3 separate regions of the Mus musculus genome follow, and regions 1 and 3 are each linked to region 2. The links are chromatin contacts, called in public HiChIP or PLAC-seq maps. All regions are on one chromosome and are shown on one strand. The core of a region is the stretch at or near the end of the contact, and the rest is flanking DNA. Distances in the headings are between cores, read along the strand shown. Region 1 holds the start of Ranbp3l (RAN binding protein 3-like). Region 2 holds the start of Nipbl (NIPBL cohesin loading factor). Region 3 overlaps Skp2 (S-phase kinase-associated protein 2).

The links. HiChIP or PLAC-seq counts read pairs in DNA pulled down with a chosen protein or histone mark.
Region 1: an H3K27ac HiChIP or PLAC-seq map of microglia shows a contact between it and region 2, with 6 times the contacts expected there. The contact joins the promoter of Ranbp3l here to the promoter of Nipbl in region 2. A contact is called at or near these places in 7 of 39 promoter capture datasets (the 3T3-L1 cell line, 3T3-L1-derived adipocytes, cranial neural crest and 3 more), 1 of 15 datasets of contacts at CTCF or cohesin (the NIH/3T3 cell line) and 2 of 115 datasets of contacts at active chromatin or transcription factors (microglia and pancreatic cancer cells).
Region 3: an H3K4me3 HiChIP or PLAC-seq map of bone marrow-derived macrophages shows a contact between it and region 2, with 3 times the contacts expected there. The contact joins the enhancer-like site here to the promoter of Nipbl in region 2. A contact is called at or near these places in 3 of 39 promoter capture datasets (the 3T3-L1 cell line, hippocampal neurons and second pharyngeal arch cranial neural crest), 7 of 484 Hi-C or Micro-C datasets (CD8 T cells, the N1E-115 cell line, Sertoli cells and 3 more) and 3 of 115 datasets of contacts at active chromatin or transcription factors (bone marrow-derived macrophages, extraembryonic endoderm stem cells and forebrain).

What each region holds. Positions count from the first base shown.
Region 1 is chr15:8,966,622-8,969,321 of GRCm38.p6, reverse strand. It overlaps Ranbp3l (RAN binding protein 3-like), which reads right to left and starts at 1,373. Exons shown (of 14, transcript NM_198024.2): 1 at 806-1,373. The coding sequence starts at 896.
Region 2 is chr15:8,443,019-8,445,718 of GRCm38.p6, reverse strand. Nipbl (NIPBL cohesin loading factor) reads left to right here and starts at 1,256. Exons shown (of 47, transcript NM_027707.3): 1 at 1,256-1,594. LOC102634078 reads right to left here. Exons shown (of 3, transcript XM_017316813.1): 2 at 1,755-2,004; 3 at 1-1,656. The coding sequence ends at 428.
Region 3 is chr15:9,121,825-9,124,524 of GRCm38.p6, reverse strand. It overlaps Skp2 (S-phase kinase-associated protein 2), which reads left to right. Exons shown (of 10, transcript NM_013787.3): 5 at 521-655; 6 at 2,190-2,288. Among named protein-coding and RNA genes, the nearest start is that of Skp2, 17 kb to the left of the region's middle. Within about 2 kb of position 1,329, at least 19 of the 459 cell types and tissues checked have an H3K27ac peak or open chromatin away from gene starts, as enhancers often do. A contact at or near this core is called in bone marrow-derived macrophages, where this site is marked.

The DNA of each region.
Region 1 (2,700 bases), core at 124-2,623, 520 kb before region 2:
TCCATTAGCAGCTACCCACCAGGAGAGTGAAATCCAAAGCCAAGTATACACAGAAATAAATGAGGCTCTTATGCACTGTATATCCTAGATCCATGACAGGCTGCAAGGAGTTAGATGCGTTTGGAAAGTTCTTAGCCTGGGGGAGGGGCAGGGTGATGCTGGTGTCATCAGCTCACAGCCTTTCCCACTAGTGTCTTCTGTTGTCCTTATCAAGGGGATAGAGTAGTAGTTGGTCTATTTGTATCAATCGTCTGGCTGAGTAGTCAATCTGAAATGCTTTTAAAGATTATTCATGGAAAGCCTGGTGAGGTGTGGCGTTTAGGTGTCCATCAAGTCAAATGCCACACTGTCTGTTCCAGATCTCTTTGGACTCTAAAATGAGTGCCAAAATATGCATTTTCCACAACTGAATGAGTCAGAGGTCTTCACAAAGTTAGATGTAAGCAAAGCCCCTACTAGTAGTAGGACATGAGGTTAGCGCCAGGCTAACAAAGCTGCTCTTGGCTAAATTTCCTCAATAGCCCAGTCAGCCTTGCCCCATGGGTGTTTTCAATTATACACACCCTAGCACACTCTACACAACTGGCAGTGTCTAGTTTGAGTACCTGTTTCCAAGGAATATGTATTCTCAAAAGTCTTTCAAGAAATGATAATCCTTTAAATCAACAGCGAGGCCACGGGAACCTACTGTCCAGCCTATTATTCTTCCTCTCAGAGGGTGCAAGCTCTTCACCAGCCCACCCTTCCCCAGACATACAAAAGGTCAGAAAGTCACAGAGCGCAGGACTTTGCTCTCTAGACCCACCTTGCTGTTGCCGATCCTCCTGCACCTGCAGCTGACGCGTGCACGAACTGGTGAACAGGTGGCTGTCGTCTTTCCTTTGTGTTGTAGACATGGTACCAACGATCTGGCTGTGACTCGGGGACCACTAGCGCAGTTTGTCTTAGCCAGACATCAAAAACTGTCTTCAGAAGTTACTTGGAAAGAACACAGAGGCACGCGCAGATCTCGCCTCGCATGTAAAACATTTACTCCTCGAAAAGCATGCCAGGGTTTCTACTGGTCAAGAATTCTGCAGTAAATATTTACCAGTATCGCACCTCCTGCCTACAAAGATGCCAGCTTATTTGGCTGGAAACACGACTTAACTCTTAGTTTATTTTAAAGCGCCCTGGACCTTTCCCCTTTTAGAATGTTCAAAAAGAAACGACGTCTCTCGGTGAAACTAGCTCTCTCGTTCAATTTTAGCCGTTTTCAGTTCCTTCTCTGCTGTAAAGTCCAGTCCCTCTAGTGTAGAGAGGACTGCTAGAGAAACAAGCAAAGGGGGAAAGCGCTGCAGGATTAAATCTGCCTGGTTGGAGTTCGCCCCTGTGACAGTTGGATGTGTACAGTTCTTAAGGGAGGCTGGAGGGGAGGAGACTGGGCTAGCTGATTAGCATAGAGAGGCAGGCAAGAAATAGCATTCTTATTGTTTTAACGGAGTGACCAAAGCAGGGATGGTAAAGATGTCCGGACAGCACAGCAATTAACCACCTTGCTTCTGCTGCGTTGTCATTAAAGCCCAAGCCCAAAGCAGGGCTTGGGCAGTGCAGTTATTCTCAGGCACAAGCGAAATGGAAAAGATCCAGCTGGATCTGGTCAGGAGCGCATGGAAATGTACTGCTGGGACTCTCGGACTCTGTAAACAGCTCCGAGGCTCCAGGAGAGGAGCACAAAACACTACCCGGAAACATTAGCTTTGCTTCCCAGCACAGTCTCGACCACTGCTGCCTCTGGGTTGTAAGACAAGGCAGCTTGTGAGGTTTCTTGTGCTTGCCGGTCCATCACTGTTGGAAAGCAAACCCTAAACTCCTTAGACTCAGTGAAGTCATAATGAATATCATAGGTCCTGCCTTGCAGCGTGACTCTGAGCGAGACGCTCTGCTTGAATTTGGAAACTGATATAAAACACCCTAATAAGGTTGCCTCCTTATGATATCTAGAAGGCAGGGAGATGTGTCTCTTCTTGTTTTCTTCTTTCATCCTAAGGCAATTGACAATTTCCCAAGCATATTTTCATTTCTGAAAACACATGAAATGCATATATCACTTCACCTTTGTAATTCTTGTGACTAATTCAAATGAATTTTTTGTATTATATTTTGGGTTTTATTTGATAAAGCTGGCATAAAGATGTAGACTTGAAGAAGTGGATTCCTGGGCACAATCTGAGATATAAAGTTAAGTATGAAATCTACACTCTCACACCCATATGTTTGTGTGTGCATACCCAGGCATACACTCACACCTGAGACAATGCACACAGTCACACATGTATCCAAACCCAAATGTGTGTGCACAAACGCACACACATGCACACCCACGCACATGTGTTTCTTAATTCTCTGTTCCAGACAAAGGAGCAAAGCCTTTGTACACAAAGCTGGTGTTTGCCTTCATTGATGGACTCCAGCTTTTCTGTAGGTCTGTCACAAGTGCTACCATGTTAGAGACTAGGGCTGATGCTTGGGGACCCTTAGGGTTCTGCTTGGGGTTACACTATGGAGTCCTCGGCAGTGGCTGTATAATTTGCAGCAGGGATGCACCTGAGTTAATGCCCTGAGCTTTGAGTTACACTTATAACTGCTTTTTTAGGGTTAAGCGTTGTAGGCTCCAGTGGAGTGAATCCAGCCTGGCCGAGTCTTCCTTGTGACAGGACA
Region 2 (2,700 bases), core at 7-2,506:
GAAAACTGTGTGGCGATGAAATGCCCTCCGGTTTTACAGTAAGACACTACCATCGGGTACGGTACTGTATTCGTATTCACATTTTGTACTCCAGCCTTGTCCAGAGCCTCTGAGTTTTCAACATACAGAGGAAAACGATGTTTTGAAGTGCGCCGGTGCCGGGGCTCCGGTGCCCGGCGTCAGGATGGCCTGGGCTCCACCCACACCTAGATCGCAGCGCCAGAGCGACCGGCTCCTTGCTTGCACAGCGTCGCCTACAGGCCTTATCCCGACTACCAGGGAGGCAATCAAAACCACCGCCAAAAAGGAAAAAAAAAAAAAAAAAAAAAAAAAAAAGAGGCAAGTCCAGCAGCCCTCTCGTATTTCCAGAAATTAATGCACCACCACCACCACGATCACGATTCCAACTCAGCCAGGCTGGGAGTCTTCACCTCCGAGGACTGTGTTCTTCGCAGAAAATAACCCAGACAGACATAGGATCCGGCCGCTCCCGGGACGATCCATCCATCACGGCTGCGGGAACAGCGTTTGAAAGGTCGGCATCCAACCCGCCGGCAGCGGGAGCTCGGCTTCCCCCCGGGGCCCGGGGCCGGCCAGTCAGGGAGAGCAGCGCGGCCTCGGCTGGCCGCCTTCTCCGGGATTGAGGGTGGGGGGCTATGAGGCCCGGAGCGCCTGAGAAGAGGGAGATCCCGGCCTCACGCCACCACAGCGGACCAGCGCCCGGCTGCTGTCGCCTCGAGGGGGACCAAAAGGAAAAAAAAAAAAAAAAAATCAAGCCGGTCACCCGAGCAACGGCGTAGACGCCGTCTTGCAGAAGCGACCCCACGGGCAGCATCCACGGCCGTCCGTTGCACAGGACAAGGGCACGGAGCAGAACCGCCGCTGCTGCTCCCGCTGCCTCCGCCGCTGTCGCCGCCGCCGCCGCGCCTCCGGAGCCCGCGGGAGCCGGCGCGCTGAGGCAGAGCTGCGAGCCCGAGTGGCGGCGGCGGCGGTGGCGGCGGCGGAAGTGGAGTAGGGAAGAGGGGGTGGTTGTTAGTGTTTGGCGCCGGCGGAGGGAGTCATTCCTGCAGCTGCACTTCCGGTCGGCATTTTGTTCTGAGAGGGAGAGACGGAACGAGAGAGAGAGACACACACACACATACACACACACATACACACACACACACACACATACACACACACACACACACACACTGGGCTCCTTCCCCCCCGCCCGCCCTCCCGTCCCTCCCTCCCTCCGTCGGTACCGACTCACCCGACACCAGCAAAGCCGCCAGGGAGGGACGCCCCCGCCGCCAGGAGGATTGGTTCCCGGGCCCGCGGCGATGCCCCCCCGGTAGCTCGGGGCCCCCGGCCGGGTGTTTGTGTGAGTGTTTCTATGTGGGAGAAGGAGGAGGAGGACGAAGAAGAAGCCGCGATTTGTCTTCTCGGCTGCTCTCCCCCCGGCTCTACATGTTCCCCGCACTGAGGAGACGGAAGAGGAGCCGTAGCCACCCCCCCTCCCGGCCCGGATTATAGTCTCGCTCTCTCGCTCTCTCTCTCTTGCCACCGCGGCCTCGGCCTCCGCTTCGGATTCAGACGCCGATTCGCCCAGGTAAATTCCTGCTCTTTTATTTCGGCGGCGGCGGTGGCGGCGGTGGCGCCGGCGCCAGGTCCCTCAGCGTTTCTCCTCCTCGCTCCCCTCCCCGCCGTTTCCTCAGCGGCCCCGGGTCTCTTCCACGGGGCGAGTCGAGAGAGTGAGTTCGCTCGCTCGCTCCTCTCCGGCGGCAGCCACCCTGGGTGGCGGCGGCGGCGGCGGTGGCGGCGGGGTTCGTAGCCTCTCCCGGCCGGCTTCGGTGACGGGGAACCGGGCTCCCTGCCGGGCGGCCGGGGAGGCGTAGGCCCGGCGGAGAGTGCAGGCCGCGGGCCAGCGGAATCTACTTGAGCTCGGGGATTAGGAGAGCTCCGGGCTGAGCGGAGCGACTGCTGGTCGGTGACAGGCCTCGCCCGGGAGAGGAGCCGTAGCTAGTGAGGAGGCGGAAACAATACAACTATCAGCAAATGTGCCCCGATCGTCCCCCATATTTACAACTTTCCCGGTCCGGGAGTGGGGAACGTCCCAGTGAAACAAACAACCCCCCTTCTTCCCCCTGTGACCCCATGAAGGGAGGAAGTAGTTTCAGTTAGTGAAACAAATGTAAATACTCAGACACGGCTACAGTGGTAATTCTCTGCCAAACTTGTTTGGACGTTTTGGAAAGTTAATAAAGACTGGTTTCCTTTGTAAAAGGATCAAACCGTCCACATGTATATTTAATCTAGAAAACCCTAGCGTTGTGCACACTGCACATCCCCGCCCAGGAGCTTTTATGTTGTTTGACAGAGTGTGTTGCACATGGACTTTTTATTCAAAGACCAAGTAGAAAGAACTTGACAGGTTTACTCCGACACTTTGTATTTGTATCTGTTATGTAAGGATAATTTTAAATGACTACATAAAACTCTCTGGATACTTTTTAGCCTAAACGGGTGCAAGAATACAAAGAATTCTAAGTGTTTTTGAGCGTACATGGAGATAAGGATGAAACCTATTTTCTTTCAAAGGATAGAAGTTAAGTTGCACTTAGAATCTTTGGGAGGTTTAAAACACACATACATATACACACATAGAAGGTGCCATCCTTTCTTGTCAGGGCAGATCTTAGTGAGTCCCAGGATTGT
Region 3 (2,700 bases), core at 80-2,579, 680 kb before region 2:
CTTCAAAATTCTTAGTTCTAATTACTGAAAAGCTTCCACATCTGAACTTGAGTACTTTGATATTAGCATATCTAGTACTTTGATATTAGCATATCTAAAGCTAAACACTAGGCCTCCCATTAAAACTGGTTCATCTACTGTCCTCCTCCTCTTAGTAAACATGGTTGTTGCTCAGGTGCTCAACCTCAACCCGGACCAGCAGCCAGGAGTCATCATAGGCTTACCACACGCCCTGGGCACGTGTGGCTAGCTCATCTCCTAATAGCCACCTTTTAATTTTAGGAGTGCGACCGTGTTGGCAGTAACATCCATCCGTGCTTGGGAAATCTTGAGTTTTAAAAATGATTGAGGATAGGAGTTAGCTAGAAGCAATTTGTTTTCTGCTCAGCTCTTTCTCCAGTATTTAAAAGGGGTATTTATTTGTGCTCGGCTGTCATGTGCGGACAGGAAGGAGTCTGATGGAATCTGAGTGTACTTGTGTGAGTCACCTCACAGGGCCTCTTTTCTCTCGTATATACAGCTCTTTCCGGGTACAGCACATGGACCTGTCGAACTCAGTGATAAATGTGTCGAACCTCCATAAGATTCTGTCCGAGTGCTCCAAGCTGCAGAATCTAAGCCTGGAAGGCCTGCAGCTCTCAGACCCCATTGTCAAGTGAGTGACACCTGAAGTATGTCGTGAACACAGTCGCTTTGTGTGGCAGCGTTTCTTGTATATGACCACAGTGTCCTTGTGTACGTGTCCAGAAGGACAAACCAAATAACCAGAACTGTCTAAGATATTCAAGACAGCAGACACTTGAATGCTGACCATATGCCAGAACCTACTCTAGGTGTGAGAGAGAAAAGGGGTCAACAGTATGTGGTCTGCGCCTCCTTCATGGGTGAGGCAGATAACTACAGGGCAGAGTGTTGGTTAAATGCATTGCTGGCTATGTGGCAACATTCCGGGGGAACTGATTGAATGCAAGAAGGCAGGCTTCTCAGAGTACTGACTTGCAGGCTGGCCACTGACGATATTCAGGTAGGAGATCTCCAAAGCGATAGGACAGTAGAAGCAGCCTCAGGACAACTGCTGCTGTTCTGAATGCCTCACTAGCTGCTAGTAGCTGGAGCCTACACATCAGGGAGATGAGGAGGATCATGGCTATAGAATAATGGCTTTCTGTGGAGCCTCTGGTAGTTTGCAAAGAGGCCATGAAGCATGGTGCATCATGATTCTGGGAATGGAAGGACCATGTCAGATTGCAATGTACTTAATTAATTTGCTAGTTCCGTGCATGTGAGAACATTGCACTAGTCAGATGAGAAAAGAGGAAGCCTGATAGGAAAACCGGAACAAGAGTGAGAGCCATGCCAACCTAAGCATAATTCTGAGAGCAAGCTGTAAGTTCTCGACCTTTCCCACTATGTGAAAACTGAGGCACAGAAAGGCCAGATCGATTGTCCAAGTTCACACAGTGAATCAAACCAAACCAAGAATTAACTCCAGAACAATAGCTCATCACCACTAAGGGTCCCTAAGAGGAGAGGGTGAGCCTTTTAACATAAGAGATATATATACTCACTGGTGTTTCTTGTACATTTATGCTGCAAGTTCTTTGCAAATCCCTCAGTACAATGTGTCATTTAACCTTCTTCCCAACCCCAGCAAGAAGATGCTCTCGCCAGTTTGCAGATGTGTAGCCAAAGCAAGCCACTCAGCTGTGACTAGTGAAATATAGATCTTTTTTAAAGATTTATTTATTTATTTTTATGTATATGAGTGCACACTGTAGCTGTACAGATGGTTGTGAGCCTTCATCTGGCTGTTGGGAATTGAATTTAGGACCTCTGCTCATTCCAGCCACCCCGCCACCCTACCCCACAACCCCTGCTTGCCCAGTCCCTGTTGGCTCTGGCCCAAAGATTGATTTATTGCTATATGTAAGTACACTGTAGCTGTCTTTTGACACACCAGAAGAGGGTGTCAGATCTCATTATGGGTGGTTGTGAGCTACTATGTTGTTGCTGGGATTTGAACTCAGGACCTTCAGTAGAGCAGTCAGTGCTCTTATCCACTGAGCCATCTCACCAGCCTGAAATATAGATTTTGAAGCCCATTTCTGACTACAGTTGCACACACACAGGCACACACACCAGGACTCGCCATTGATGCAATGCATTCTTCCGGCATTTCTCTTTTCTAGGACTCTTGCACAGAATGAAAACTTGGTGCGACTAAACCTTTGTGGGTGCTCTGGGTTTTCTGAATCTGCCGTGGCGACTCTGCTAAGCAGCTGCTCCAGGTAGGAAAGCTCTGAGCTGTCACAGTGAAGCTTTGCCTCTGGGTGTCTGGATGGAGTGGCTCCACATTCTTGACTTGAGCAGTGTGGTGTCTTTGCCACTCCAACTTTCAGGCTAAGCTCAGTTTGTGGGGGTGGGGGGGGGGGGGAGGTGTTACCGTTTGTAACTATGTCTCCTTAGTGATCACTAGACGTTGACTTTGAAACTCTCTTGAGGCTCTCCTAGCAGGAGAGAATGGGGAGAAAGGCATTGTTAGAGCATCCTCTGTGGGTTTTAGAGGGCATTTGTGTTGATAGCCGTCTGTGCTAACAACAATGTAGCTTTGAGGAAGAGACATTGGAGCTACAGTTTCCAACCTGCATTCTCAAACGGAGGCTGGGGCCTTTGCCCAGATGACCGGGGACCTTTCAGTGT